2 separate regions of the Sus scrofa genome follow, and region 1 is linked to region 2. Evidence: chromatin contacts called from public HiChIP or PLAC-seq data. All regions are on one chromosome and are shown on one strand. The core of a region is the stretch at or near the end of the contact, and the rest is flanking DNA. Distances in the headings are between cores, read along the strand shown.

Evidence for each region. HiChIP or PLAC-seq counts read pairs in DNA pulled down with a chosen protein or histone mark.
Region 1: an H3K27ac HiChIP or PLAC-seq map of alveolar macrophages shows a contact between it and region 2. The contact joins two enhancer-like sites. A contact is called at or near these places in 2 of 2 datasets of contacts at active chromatin or transcription factors (alveolar macrophages and skeletal muscle).

Annotation. Positions count from the first base shown.
Region 1 is chr11:19,406,250-19,413,635 of Sscrofa11.1, forward strand. LOC102161217 (a long non-coding RNA gene) reads left to right here. Exons shown (of 3, transcript XR_297055.3): 3 at 1-390. Among named protein-coding and RNA genes, the nearest start is that of ITM2B, 32 kb to the left of the region's middle. Within about 2 kb of position 5,657, at least 1 of the 83 cell types and tissues checked has an H3K27ac peak or open chromatin away from gene starts, as enhancers often do. A contact at or near this core is called in alveolar macrophages, where this site is marked.
Region 2 is chr11:18,500,317-18,507,242 of Sscrofa11.1, forward strand. CDADC1 (cytidine and dCMP deaminase domain-containing protein 1) reads right to left here. Exons shown (of 10, transcript XM_003357836.4): 3 at 5,394-5,468; 4 at 2,240-2,417. Among named protein-coding and RNA genes, the nearest start is that of CDADC1, 14 kb to the right of the region's middle. Within about 2 kb of position 5,060, at least 3 of the 83 cell types and tissues checked have an H3K27ac peak or open chromatin away from gene starts, as enhancers often do. A contact at or near this core is called in alveolar macrophages, where this site is marked.

The DNA of each region.
Region 1 (7,386 bases), core at 4,407-6,906, 910 kb after region 2:
TTTTCAAAAAACAGTTGAAGAATATGGATCGAAAGCCTTCACAACTGATTCCAATGGCCGTATCTTTTGAATCCATAATTGCAGTGCTAGGATGTCATTATTTAAAAAGTTCAGAAAAGTGGATAAAAGCATTTTCACACAAAGAAATTTATTAGAGTGCTCTTTATGACCGAAAAAAAAATAGAAACACCTGAATGTCTAGCAATGAGGATTTCAAATATGAAAGATATAGCTGATATTACACATTTTGTAGTCATTTAAAATGTTTACAAAGAAGTTTTAATTTGGTGGGGGAAATAAGTGATGTGGTATTATTTCACTATATTGAAATCTGTATACGTATAGGAAAAGAGATGGAAAAGTGTCAAAACTTAAAGTGGTTATCTCTAATGGCAGGCGTTTATGTGATTGTTTTTTCTTTTTATACTGCTCTCTCTTTTTCACAATGGATTGGGCATTTTAAAAATCAGAATTGGAGTTCCCTTCGTGGCTCAGCGGTTAAGGAACCTGACTAGGACCCATGAGGATGCAGGTTCAATCCCTGGCCTTGCTCAGTGGGTTAAGGATCCGGCGTTGCCATGAGCTGTGGTGTAGGCCAGCAGCTCTAGCTCTGATTTGACCCCTAGCCTGGGAACTTCCACATGCTGCGGGTGTGGCCCTAAAAAGCAAAAAAATAAAAACAAAAACAAATCAGGGAGTTCCCATCGTGGCTCAGTGGTTAACGAATCCGACTAGGAATCATGAGGTTGTGGGTTCCATCCCTGGCCTCGCTCAGTGGGTTAAGGATCCGGCATTGCCGTGAGCTGTGGTGTAGGTTGCAGATGTGGCTCGGATCCCACGTTGCTGCGGCTCTGGCGTAGGCCAGTGGCTACAGCTCCTATTAGACCCCTAGCCTGGGAATCTCCATATGCCGCGGAAGCGGCCCTATAAAAGGCAAAGAGACAAAAGTAAATAAATAAATAAATCAGAATATAAAGTTAATAAAGGGAAAAAGTTACTTTTGACCATTTTTGGTAATGGTTACATACTTGTACTCCGGTAAAATGGGCTAAGACACCCAGCTACAGTCAGCTATTCATTCAACAATATTATTAAGCATCTGCTGGACACCAAGCTCTTAATATGTGCTGGGGATACAAGGGTAGACAAGATACACAGACATAGGCTGGCCCTCGCCAAGCTTACAGTCTGGAGGGAGGTACAGTGCAATTGTTTTCCAGGGTTGTTATAACCAAGTACCACAGACCCAGGGCTTAAAAGAACATAAATTTGTTTTCTTGCAATTCTAGAGGCTATAAGCTTGAGATCAAGATGTTGGAGGGTTGGTTTCTTCTAAGGTCTCTCTCCTTGGCTGGTAGAAAACCATCTTCTCCCTCTGTCTTCCCATCTTCAAACTGAGTGTGTCCGTGTCCAAATTTCCTCTTCTTACTAGTCATATTGGATTAAGGTCCACCCTCCTGATCTCATTGCAAAGGAATTACCTCTTTCAAGACCCTAGCTCCAAATACAGTCATCTTCTGAGGGGTCACCTGTACTGGTGTTAGAACTTCAGCATAAGAATTTGGGGGAGAAACAACGCAACCCATAACATATGGCAATTAAAAACAAGAAATTGGGAGGTCTCATCATGGCACAGTGGAAACGAATCCAACTAAGAACCATGAGGTCGCAAGTTCAGTCCCTGTTCTCGCTCAGTGGGTTAAGGACCCGGCGTTGCCATGAGCTGTGGTGTAGGTTGCAGATGCGGCTTGGATCCGGCATTGCTATGGCTGTGGTATAGGCTGGCAGCTACAGCTCTGATTAGACCCATAGCTTGGGAACCTCCAAATGCCGTGGGTGTGGCCCCCCAAAGACAAAAAAAACAAAACAAAACAACAAGAAATTGCATCAGGAAGAAGAATTGGAAAAGCTAAGACCAAAGACTGGACACTGTCATCACCTTCCAAGCCCCACTGGTCACGTATAGGGAAAGCGTTGTGCTTGCTGTATTACAGCACTGGCTGCTCTGAGTCTTCTTTTTCAGTGGGTTTGTATGTTTTGGAGCTTCTTTATTTAACAGGTCGACAGGAATGAAACAAACCTCCATCTAGTTACGGTGAAATGCAACTGACATTTAAAAATTAACCTTCTCTGGAGTTCCTGTCATGGCTCAGTGGTTAACAAACCCGACTGGTATCCATGAGGATGTGGGTTCCATCCCTGGCCTCACTCATTGGGTTGGGGATCTGGCGTTGCTGTGGCTGTGGTGTAGGCCCCTAGCCTGGAAACCTCCATATGCTGTGGGTGTGGCCCTAAAAAGACAAAAGACAAAAATAAAATAAAATAAAAATTTACCTTCTCTTTGGAGTGCCAGAAAATGAATATTTATTCTTTAAGGCCTGATATTACAAAGTCATTCATTATGTTTCAGGGACCAGATTGTGTTGTGAATTGATACCTGCTGAGTTCCCAGATGAGCATATGTTATGATTCCCAAGATGGTCTTGGCTGGTTCTAACTCTCTAGAGCTATAAACAAACAGAGGCCTGGGGAATAAACTCGTTCTCTAATAACTTTTCTGTGACTCATTTTCAAAGTTCAGAAGAATACTTTTTTAATGGTATCATACGTAGAGTTAACCTAATTCATAATCCACTTCCCATGAACCTGTATTTCTTTATTTATTTTTTTTATTTTTTTTGTCCTTTAGGGCTGTACCCATGACATATGGAAGTTCTCAGGCTAGAGGTCAGGGGGTCAGATCAGAACTGAGCTTCTGGCCTACACCACAGCCACAGCCACAGCCACAGCCACAGCGATGTGGGATCCAAGCTATGTCGATGACCTACACCTCAGCTCACAGCAACGCCGGATCCCTGACCCACTGAGCAAGGCTAGGGATCGAACCCAAGTCCTCATGGACACAAGTTGAATTCGTTACCACCGAGGCACAATGGGAACTCCTGAACCCGTATTTCTTTTGGTCTCAAATCCTTCATAGTTTGTTGGTCGGCTAAAAGTAAGTTTATTAAATTCATTTTAAGTTCATTAAAAAATGAAACGGATTCTTGTGGCTGGATAGATCATGGTTGGAAAGTGTTTGTAGATTTCACTCATATATAGAATTCATGGCCCTTCCATTCCAAGAACTGACAGAATTTCACATAATCTTGTGAAAAGCAGTAAGAGGTTATCACGGCCTGGTGGTTAAGGGCCTGGACTCCAGGGGCAGTGGCACCACTTTCCATCCCCAGGAGGATCTGGAAGATGAAATGAGTGAGCCCTTGTAGTGTCAGGTGCACGGTGACATGCAATCTGCAAGAGGTGCTGTTATTAGACTTTGCAGAGAAGACCTTCCAGCTGATGGGCTCTTTTTCTTTCTTTCTTTTTTTTTTTTTTTTTCCTGCCTCTTCTAGTGCCACTCCCGCAGCATATGGAGGTTTCCAGGCTAGGGGTCCAGTCGGAGCTGTAGCCGCTGGCCTAGGCCACAGCCACAGCAACGCGGGATCCGAGCCACGTCTTCAACCTACACCACAGCTCACGGCAACGCTGGATCCCCAACCCACTGAGCAAGACCAGGGATCGAACCCGCAACCTCATGGTTCCTAGTCGGATTCGTTTCTGCTGTGCCACGACAGGAACTCCTGGGCTCTCTTTCTTACGCTGAATCCAGACTTAGCTCTAAGTTTGTTTTCCCAAGATCCAACTCAGACTCAAAAGCGAGTGCTCTATGACAACTTTGAGCCCTTCTGTTGATTGCATTTTAATAAGATTAAATACTTGACTTACCTGAAGTCAACCTTTGGCTAGCCGGATTCACACAACCTCTGTGAATCCCCTTTCTGTGACCGGCAACATTAAAATTCGCGCAGCTTTGGAAGTGTATTTTTTTAACCACTGCACCTGCAGCATATGGAAGTTCCAGGGCTGAAGCTGTGGCCTTCCGCTTGTGGCAATGTCAGATCCTTCACCCACTGAGCGAGGCCAAGGATGAACCCACATCTTCACAGAGACAACATTGGGTCCTTAACCCCTGAGCCACAATGGGAACTCTTGGAAGTATATTTTTAGGTGCCTTTTCGTGAACTTGTAAGTACCTCTTATTCCCCTGAATTCCTCCAAGTCCGCTGTGAGTAGTCACTTATGGGACAGACACTCTCATGCTGTGTCTTCCATTTCTTGTGCAGACTCATGGGACTTTGTTTGTTCCCGTCTCTGGGGCTCCAGTTTGCAAGGTCCTAGTTCCTCTTTACCGACATCACCCCTCCTTTATTTCCAAATTGGACCCCAACCTCTGGGATCATGTTGTTTTAATTCCTCTGCCTAATCTCTCATTAACACTCACATACTTTTTATCTTATCTCATTTTGCCCTTATGTATTATTGCTTGAAAAATGTGTTTGTTTCATATTTGTACCTTTCGCCCCATGTTAGATTGTAGAGTCCTTCACAACGAAGCACACGCCCTTGAATTCTTTTGTAGTTTATCCTGCTATATGCACTAAATAACACTTATTGCTTACTTTGGTCATTTTATTACTTTTTCCTCCTAATCCCAGTTACTCTTCTCTACTTTGTAACTAGAATTTCTATCTGATGTTTTTCTAATTCATGTATCCCATCTAGAGGGTTTTCTGTCCTCTTGGATTTTATATTGTAAAGAATCAAAGAATCTTTTTTTTTTTTTTTTTTTTTTTCTTTTTAGGGCTATACCTGCGGCACAGTGGAAGTTCCCAGGCAGGGGTCCAATCAGAGCTACAGCTGCCGGCCTACACCACAGCCACAACCACGTGGGATTCAAGCCACATCTGCGACCTACACCACAGTTCATGGCAACGCCAGAGGCCCAACCCATTGAGCAAGGCCAGGAATTGAACCTGCATCCTCGTGGAGCCTAGTCAGATTCGCTTCTGCTTCGCCACAATGGAACTCCCTGTTGAGTATCTTCTGAAAACTTGTTTTACTTTTCTCTGTTACCTCATCTATTTACACCTCCTACCCAGTGAAATTAAAGAGTTGAAATATTTCTCAGTGTATATACAAAGGAAAAAAATAGGCAAAGCGCTCCGCTCTGGGTAGAAGTGAGCCCTTCCTCTCTGTCATCCCCACCGTATTCTTTATCCCACTTTCACATGTAATAAAGAACTTTTATTCGTATCATTTATCTTTATTATCTACTGAATACTTAGGCTCTAGCTAAATTCTCCAAAAACCATGAATGCTTCACTGTCAGGTTTGGGGATTGGGAGAGAGAGTTTTTATCTGGGTAGATAAGTGGTGATAGGAATATCTACAAATTTATTAATAATTTTTTATTTTAAAAATTGGGAAAATATGCGTAGCATAAAATGTATCATTTTAACCATGTTAAAGTGTACAGATCAGTGGCATTAAATACATTCATATTGTTGTGCAACCCTCAACACCATCCATCTCCAGAATTCTTTTCATCTTTCAAAACTGAAACTTTGCATCTATTAAACAATAGCTCCTCATTCTCTTCTCACCCCAGCCCCTGGCAACCACCATTCCACTTGCTGTCTCTATGAATTTGACTACCCTAGGTCTCTCATTATATTAAAAGGATTCATTCAGTATTTGTCCTTTTGTGTCAGAATTTCATTCCTTTTTAAGGCTGAATACAGTTTTTTATTTTCATGGTTGCAAAATATTCCCTTTCTATTGTGTGTGTTTAGGTATTTCCTCTTTTGTAGCAACTCTAGCTAATGAAAGTCAAGCTCTGTCTTTAACTGTACGTCTTTTTTTGAGGCCTGAAATAACAGTGGAAAATTGAAAAAACAAAACAGACAAGTCTAGTTTTCAGGAAATCTCATTTAAAATATGTCTTCTTCAAAAGAATGTGTATGTTATATGTATAACTGAATCACATTGCTGTATAGCAGAAATTAACACGACATTGTAAACCAACTATACTTTAATGAAAAATGACCAAAAAATCTACAAATAAGAAATCTTGCTTTTATCAGAAACACGTATATTTCAAGATGCGTTTAAAAATTTTTTTAGAAGCAATGGAAGTTAGTTGTTTTGCTGTTGTGCTTCAGCAATGATTACCACATCATCTTGGTCAATGTATTCACTGTCCGTAAAAGGAGAAAAATGTGCATTTCCTTGACAATATTGAGAATGTGTTGGCGAATCATCTCTGAGCCCTGGGCTGCACTGAAAGTTGAAATGGAAGGTATTTTAACCTGCCAAGACTTGAGTTAAAGCCTTGAAAACAGTTTTTTTTCCCCATAATTGCTAAGATTTTTAAATCATAAAACTGGATAAGGAAGCTTCTGGCGTGTATCTTATTTTAGACAGAAAGCTATTAAAACAGTGAGACATCAGGGAAGCAAAAGGCAAAATTACACATACCAATCCTAGTAATTTAAAATATATTTTCCAATGTGAGTGAAGGCTCTGATAACATGCCTGGAACTCTCATGGTATCGATGTTCTTTTTTTTTTTTTTTTTCTTATAGGAAAGGAGACTTTGAATTTTGAATTGAATTTTATTTTATAACTCCAAGTGGAAGAAACATTTTTGTGTTCATTATTTATACCCTGTTCCTACAAAGATTATTTGAGGTTATTGAGAGAATATTGAAGAATGTAATTTCAGAAATCTGGATGTAAATTCTCCCAATGTCTTTTATTGTCCAGGCATTGACCTTTTCTCCAAAACGATTAGCAGAAATCTTAACAAAGAGCATTAACTCTGATGACTGGAAAAATGGTCTAGCAGCATCTTTGACCGTGTGCCTGTGTCTCGTCTACCTAGGGTTAGACAGCTTGGTCCTTCTTTTGTATTAGGGTTTTCTTGGCCAGTAAGTAGAGTAACCATATGTTTTAGATTTTCTGGTACAGCCCCAATTAAAAATATTCTTTCCTGTTGTTAGGCCATGTGTCCAACCATGTGTCCTGATATTTCTGTGGAATATGTGGCCAGCTTACTCAGAATTTTCAGTATTTCTCTTATGGGCCTTTCCTTTCAAAGTACCCAGAGGCTTCTGCACCTGGGTTAGGCTACGCAACCATCCTACTGGGTCTGTGAGAGTCAGCTGATGTCTTTGAATCTCTGTAGGGCCCACCCTGCCTTTTCCAACCTTCCAATCTCCAGAAACCTGCCTTTTCCATCTCCTACTCAATTTCTTGTTATGCTCTACCTAGAATTTGATTGTATGTGGCCTTATATTGTTCTTATTGTTATATTTGGGTTGGTCTCATTTCCCCAGCTAAACTGTACGATCTGGGGGAAAGTCATGGCCCCCGAATTCTGCCGTAACCTCCACCGTGCTTCACTCAGTGCTGGGCTTGCAACAGTTCTGTAAAAGAAAGAAAGGGAAGGAAGGAAGCGAATGAGAAAAGACTCATTGAAATCTTTCTCATTTAGGCCAGAGA
Region 2 (6,926 bases), core at 3,810-6,309:
TCCAAGCTGCATCTGTGACCTATGCTTCAGCTTGCAGCAATGCCACATCCTTAACCCACTGAGCAAGGCTAGAGATCAAACCCACATCCTCACAGATGCTGGTCAGGTTCTTAACCCAGTGAATCACAACAGGAACTTCCCGACCTATTTTACACCTTACCTAATGCAACAGGCTATTAATCAAGCTCTTAACTTATCTTCCCATGTTCTAATTCATTAACAACAAAAAACAATTGTCTTAATCATGTTACATCCCGTTCAAAAGCCTTCAATGGCTCCACATTATCTGTAACAGGAATTATAAGTCAATTAACACAAATGATAAAATGAATATCCAGTCTGCTCAGTTTACTGGGAAAAGGAGAAAAAACTGCACCCCCCCACTATCACGCTTATCTTCTCTCTTCAGGGAAAAGACTACAGAATCTAATAACTTATCATAGACAGCTACCTACCTGCTTGAAATACTTGTTGCAGGCCAGGAGGCTCTGGCCACGTGACCGTTTGTTTCCTCTATCGCTTCCACTTGTAGCTCAGGGCAGCTCTCATCACTGATCAGATCATTACTCTTAACTTTTTTTTGGCCACACCCATGGCATCTGGAGGTTCCCAGGTCAGGGAATGAACCAGCACCACAGCAGCGTCCTGAGCTGCTGCAGAGACGATGCTGGATCCTTAATGCCCTGAGTCACAAGGGAACTCCTCCTCTTAAGACTTTGATATAAACAAAAACAGTTCTTCCTCAAAACAAGTTTAGGAAAGAGGTCTATAAGATAAAGCCCAAAGGCCAGGCAGACTTTCAAAGTTCTCCACTAAAGCCCCAACCTATCATTATAATCTATCTGCCACTATTCTCTGCAAGAATAATTTCCACTTCAAACGCTGACCTCTAGAACCTTGCTTCTCATAACCTGACGACCCCACATGTGTTGTCCCCCTGACCAGAAATATGTTCTTCCTCCTCTACATCTGATCCATGAAGATCCAGCTTAAGCCCCAGCTTTTCATGACACGCCAACCTGCAGGGATCACTATTTCTCCGCTGAGCTCATATACCACTTTCAGCCTGTATTACTCATTTGCTACCAGATGATGTGTTACACTAAATTGGGTTTGGCCTCCTCCTCAGAGGTCTAGGGGGATAAAGTTGAAAGTTTATTCGTGGCACTTCTAATCACCTGGGTGGTTTCCTTGGCAACCAGACCATTCTGGGATTCCCAAAAGTTACCTCATTGATATAAACTCAGTAGTGGTTGAAATGGACTTGATATGAATAACAAAAGACACCTTTATCATGCTGATCATTCAGGAAATTAAAAGGATTTTAGTTGCTTTGTGCTCAGAATGGAATAAAGACCAAATATATAATTCATAAGTGCCTAAGTAAAAAAGATCATATATATATATGGTTTTTTTTTTGGTTTTTTTGGCTGTGTCCATCACATGTGGAAGTTCCTGGGTCAGGGATCAAACTCACACCACAGCAGTGACCCCAGAGCAGTGACAATGCTGGGTCTTCAATGCAGTGCATCACCAGGAAGTTCCGAAAAGATACGGTATTTTTTAAATCGGAGAATGGTCTGAATGCTTACCTGTGTACAAAGTAGAATCATAAGCACAGAGGTTTAGTGAGTGGTCTGGTGTGGCAGGGATGGAGATCTGCACATTAATAATTTGTGCTCCTCCTTCCAAAGGGGAGAGAAGTCACTGGGAGATAGCTGCCCCGCCAGGAAATACAGTTTCCACGGTGGATACGAACACAAATGATAGCTTGACTTTCAGGCCAGGATTTTTAGGAAGCAGGTATGCTTCTCTACTCTTTCTATCTCTAGATGCAGAAGACTCAAGGCTCGAAGAGATGACAGTAGCAATAAGACAGACAATGCCTAGGCCCATGAATCAACCACATGGAGAAGAGCTGTCTGCTGTTCACCAACACCTGCACTGGACTATTACACGGGTGATGAGCATCTAGTTTAAGCCACCGAAATTTCGGTGTTTTCTGCTACAGCAGCTAGTGTTAGTCTACCAATTCAAGAATGGTCACCTAGCTAGTTAGTGACAGAGCTGAGACCAAAATCCCTATTTTCTGACTTTCCTTCTTATGGATATCAAACTGTCTTCAGATATATATTTACATTTCTAAATTATCTCAGTGGAGTTTAGGCAATTTGTTCCCACTTACTTTGTTCTAAGATAAATGCTATTAATCCCCAACAAAGGCCTTGTTTGCACTTACCATTTACAATCATTTTCAAACAAGCAGAACATGGTTTTCTGGAAAAATAAAGATCACAGTTTTTCAGCCTTGACCCATGTTTTATCAGAGCAATTTTCCCAGCATGTAAATCTTCACTAGAACAGTGGAGACCAACAATTTTCATGTTTTTCACGACCACGAGACCAGTTCTCTTCACCTACGTTAAGATACAAAATAATAATTTATAATTTATGTGATTAGTTTTAACATTTAATGAGCATATCATGGATTATACTTATTACTAAAATGATCAAAACACATTTCTCAAAATGTTCAAAATTTTTCTTAAAGTTTACTGTTGATGTTATACCAGAAATTTTCAAAATCTAGGCTTTCTAAACCAAACAATTAAACATTCAATTATCATACATTTATCCCAGTAAAAAATAATATATTTTAACCTAGTAAAGAGCAATAACCAAGTCAATTTGACTTGTTTCTTCTAGCATTAAGTCTCAGACTATTTATTTTATTTTATTTTATTTTTTTGTTTTTGTCTATTTGCCATTTCTTGGGCCGCTCCCGCGGCATATGGAGATTCCCAGGCCAGGGGTCTAATCGGAGCTGAAGCCGCTGGCCTACACCAGGGCCACAGCAACGCTGGATCTGAGCCGTGTCTGCAACCTACACCACAGCTCACGGCAACGCCGGATCGTTAACCCACTGAGCAAGGGCAGGGATCGAACCCGCAACCTCATGGTTCCTAGTCGGATTCGCTAACCACTGCGCCACGATGGGAACTCCAAGTCTCAGACTATTTAATATTAAGCTTCTAAATAAAAGGAAAAACCCTGTGATTTTTACACATGGGTAAGCGAACCCCAGAGAGTTTGCATGATTTTCTGAAAGACCCAGAAGCAGTACAAGGCAGAGAACTACAGCAGAGGTCATCCCGCATCGGAGCTGCGGCTTCGATACAGTCCCTGGCCCAGAACTCTATATGCTGGGGGTGTGGCCAAAACATAATAAATACATAATCAAATTAATTTAACGTAAATAAGCTTTAAATTTACCTTGAACACTTTTACCTCCCACCCCAAAGTTTCTTAAGATTTTTAACGTTCCTTAAACACAAAGTGTATGTTAGTATCTACTTCTAAATAACTCCAGCAAGTTTCAATAAATAAAAAAAAAAAAACTATCAATGATGCAGTCTTATCAAAAGATCTCATGAGTTTCCTGGTGGCCTAGTGCTTAAGGTTTTGGCATTATCACTGCTGTGGCTTGAGTTCAGTCCCAGGCCCAGGAACTTTCACATGCCATGGGCCTAGCCAAAGAAAAAAAAAAAAATCTCAGCAGGGAGTTCCTGTAGTGGCTCAGCGGAAACAAATCTGACTAATATCCATGAGGATTCGGGTTGGATCCCTGGCCTCGCTCAGTGGGTCAGGGATCCAGCATTGCTGGAGCTGTGGTGCAGGTCACTGACGAGGCTCAGATCCAAGCTGCTGTGGCTGTGGTGTAGGCCAGCAGCTGTAGTTCCAATTCAGCCTCTAGTCTGGGAACTTCCATATGCCATGGGGGTGTCCAAAAAAAAAAAAAAAAAAAAATCAGCAGACTTGAGCTTATATTATTAAGCTGAATCAATTGTGGCCAATAGAAATGGCTGCAATTAAATGATTTTAGCCTTAGATTTTCTAAGTAGTTAAGTAGACAGAAATAAAGCTAGAAACCCTGGCTACAAAAGACTTTTTAAAAAGTAATTTCTAAAGAATGGGAGGCATACTATCAATTCATTTTTTTAACTGAACAATCTTTTAGGCTAAATTTATCACTTTCTTTGTCTAGAGCCCTTTTCATTTCAGAAAACATGTTTTTTTTGTTTTTTTTTTCCCATTTTGTTTCTGGCTAAGTCCAAAATATCCAGTTTGAGACCAGGGTTTATTCATCCCAAACCTAAAATAAAACCAAACCAATAAAAGTCTAAGTTGCGTTCCATTTCAGTACTTCCACTTACTACAACTCCCAGAAGACGGAATATTTGCAGAGAAGCACTGTTCTAGATCCTGACTTTGCTTCATTTTACTCATATCTTGGCAAGTCGGCTATGTACTCCTAGTCACAGTTTTACATGAAAACACAGGCAAAAGAGGACAGTGTGTTTGGCATGTGAACACTAGCACGTTTACTTAACTGGCGAGTCACTACTTTTTCCCTTTTGCCTTTCTTAGTAATTAAAAACATCTAAATATTTTAAAATAAATTATTTCTATATTCTTGCTGGGCATTTTAGAGACTCGTTCTCAGAAACAATCAGAAAATCTCCAGGAATGTACACCAGAATCATCAAAATATACATGTTTTGGCTCCACTTCATACCCAATGAATCAGAATCTCTCTGGAAAACTCAAAGGATTAAAATAGCAAGGATACACTATGCAATATGAAAAAGAACAAGGTTCATCTTGTCAGGTCTGGGCTTTGATCTACTCTACTTCCAAGCCAGTAGTTAGCCTGCTATTGTTTCTTGGATGCTAGCAGAAGACAGGAACCTCCTGGGTCTGTGGTTCGCAGCACAGCAAGCCATGTGAGCGTCCTGTGTGGGACGGCTCCCCGCCTACAAGCCCCACAGGGGTCGTGCAGATGGGCTCATACGGATTCCTGGATGTGAAGTGGGTTGTGTTATAGGAGAGGAATTCGGCTGTGTTTTATCTCAAAGGGTCAGCAAATCCGTTCTCCGTTTCAGGGGAAGATAGTACCTCAACCCTCAAGGTTGCTTGCGGCAAACACAATTCTGAGAAATGGCCTAGGCAAAGAACACTTAGGGCCTTGCATTCTTGGCAAGACCAGCAGGATGTGCTGGAGTCTGAGAGAACATGCAAGAGTGTTTCTCAACATCTATATGAACTTAGAGGGGAAGGTGACAAGTGTGAGATTTGAAATTTTTTTTAAAAAGAGCAAGTTGTAGGAATGTATTGTACAATACTTAATACTCTATTCTCTCCTCCAGACCCACCTTTGGAGAGACATGTACAGTCTTGGAAATGCATAATTTTTAGAAGAATATACAAAAACTCTCTTGGAAGTAGGAACAGAGAACTTGAGCATAAAAGGGACTTTTATTGTACTTTATACCATTCCTTTTGCTGTGTTATTACGAGCACTTATGTCTTTTTAAAAAATCATAAAAATTTACCTGTTTTTTATCAGTAGATACTCTGGCCATCTCTTCATTATCTCCTAAGGGTCCATGCTTTCCCTCCTCTTTTTCCTAATAAAAAGATTAAGGAAAAAAAAAAGATTAGCAAGACATATGATTAATTCAATATTTCCTATATTTAAAGGTTTTTTTGGCTGTAGCCATTCATTTTTTTTTCTTGATGAAACTCTGCAATGACTTCCTGCTTTGTTCAGGTTCAAGTTCAGACTACTTAACCTGGCCCCAACATACTTTTCCAAAACACAGAACTAAAAATAAAATTCTGTAGTTTAAGTTTTCAGAGATGGGGCCGTTTTGAGCAATGGAAAAATCTGAGTGTGGCTATGGGTAAGAAGAACGAAAGGGGAGCAGAGGTAAATTATCTGGTATTGGGAAGGTAAGGAAATCTGTAGCAAGGGTATGAGATATGGATTGTGGTAGGCAGAATAACGGCTGCCCAAAGACCCCCTGGAGCCTGTGGCTATTACTTGCAGGGCTGCATATGGAATTAAGGCTGCTCATCATCTTGAGATGAATAGCTTGACCTGGATGATCTGGGTGGGCCCAAAGTAAATCACAAGGGTCCTTATAAGTAAAAGAGGGAGGCAGGAGAGTGAGGGTCAGAGTGATGCAACATGACAAAGACTTATTCCACCATTGCTGGCACTGAAGATGGGAGCCAAGGAATGTAGGCAGCCTCTAGAAGCTGGAAAAGCTAAGGAAACTGATTGTTCCCTAGAAGGAATGCAGTCCTGCCAACACTTTGACTTTAGCCTTGTGAGATCTATTTTGGATCTGTGACCTACAGAACTCTAAGAATATAAATCTGTGTCATTTGAAGCCATGAACTTTGTCAACGCTAACACAGGAATGTCCGTAAGTCTACTCTAAAAGTAAAACTTTTTTTTAAACTGTGTCCTTTCTGGAGCACTGGGACACAGGTTCAATTCCTGGCCTGGCACAGTGGGTTAAGGATCTGGTGTTGCTGCAGCTGCAGTGTAGGCCACAACTGCAGCGTGGGTCTGATCTCTGGCCTGGAACTCCATATGCCACAGGGCAGCCAAAGAAGGGGGGCAGGGTAAAACTTGAAGTAGAAAGTTTTGAGACAAAGGATAAATTCATTCATCCATCCATCCATTCAACCAGCTTTTAAACACAATGTTCACAGCAGATTTATTCTTCATTTATTAATTCAATAAATAATTATTGAACCCTTGCTATGCTCCAGCCATAAACATCGTTGCTTAGGATGTAAGTATTACAGAGTGTAAGATTTATGAACACAGTAACGTGACTATAAGGTAAGTAGATGACAGGGTGAAACATCAGGATTCTGTGAGCCTCACCACAGGCGGGATATGTAATACATTGGAGAAAGTCTCTTTTCCTTCTCTTTTGGAAAAGGCCACACCCATGGCATGTGGAGGTTCCCAGGCTAGGGGTCTAATTGGAGCTGTTGCCTCTGGCCTACACCAGAGCCACAGCAACGCCAGATCGGAACCGTGTCCGCGACCTACACTACAGCCCACG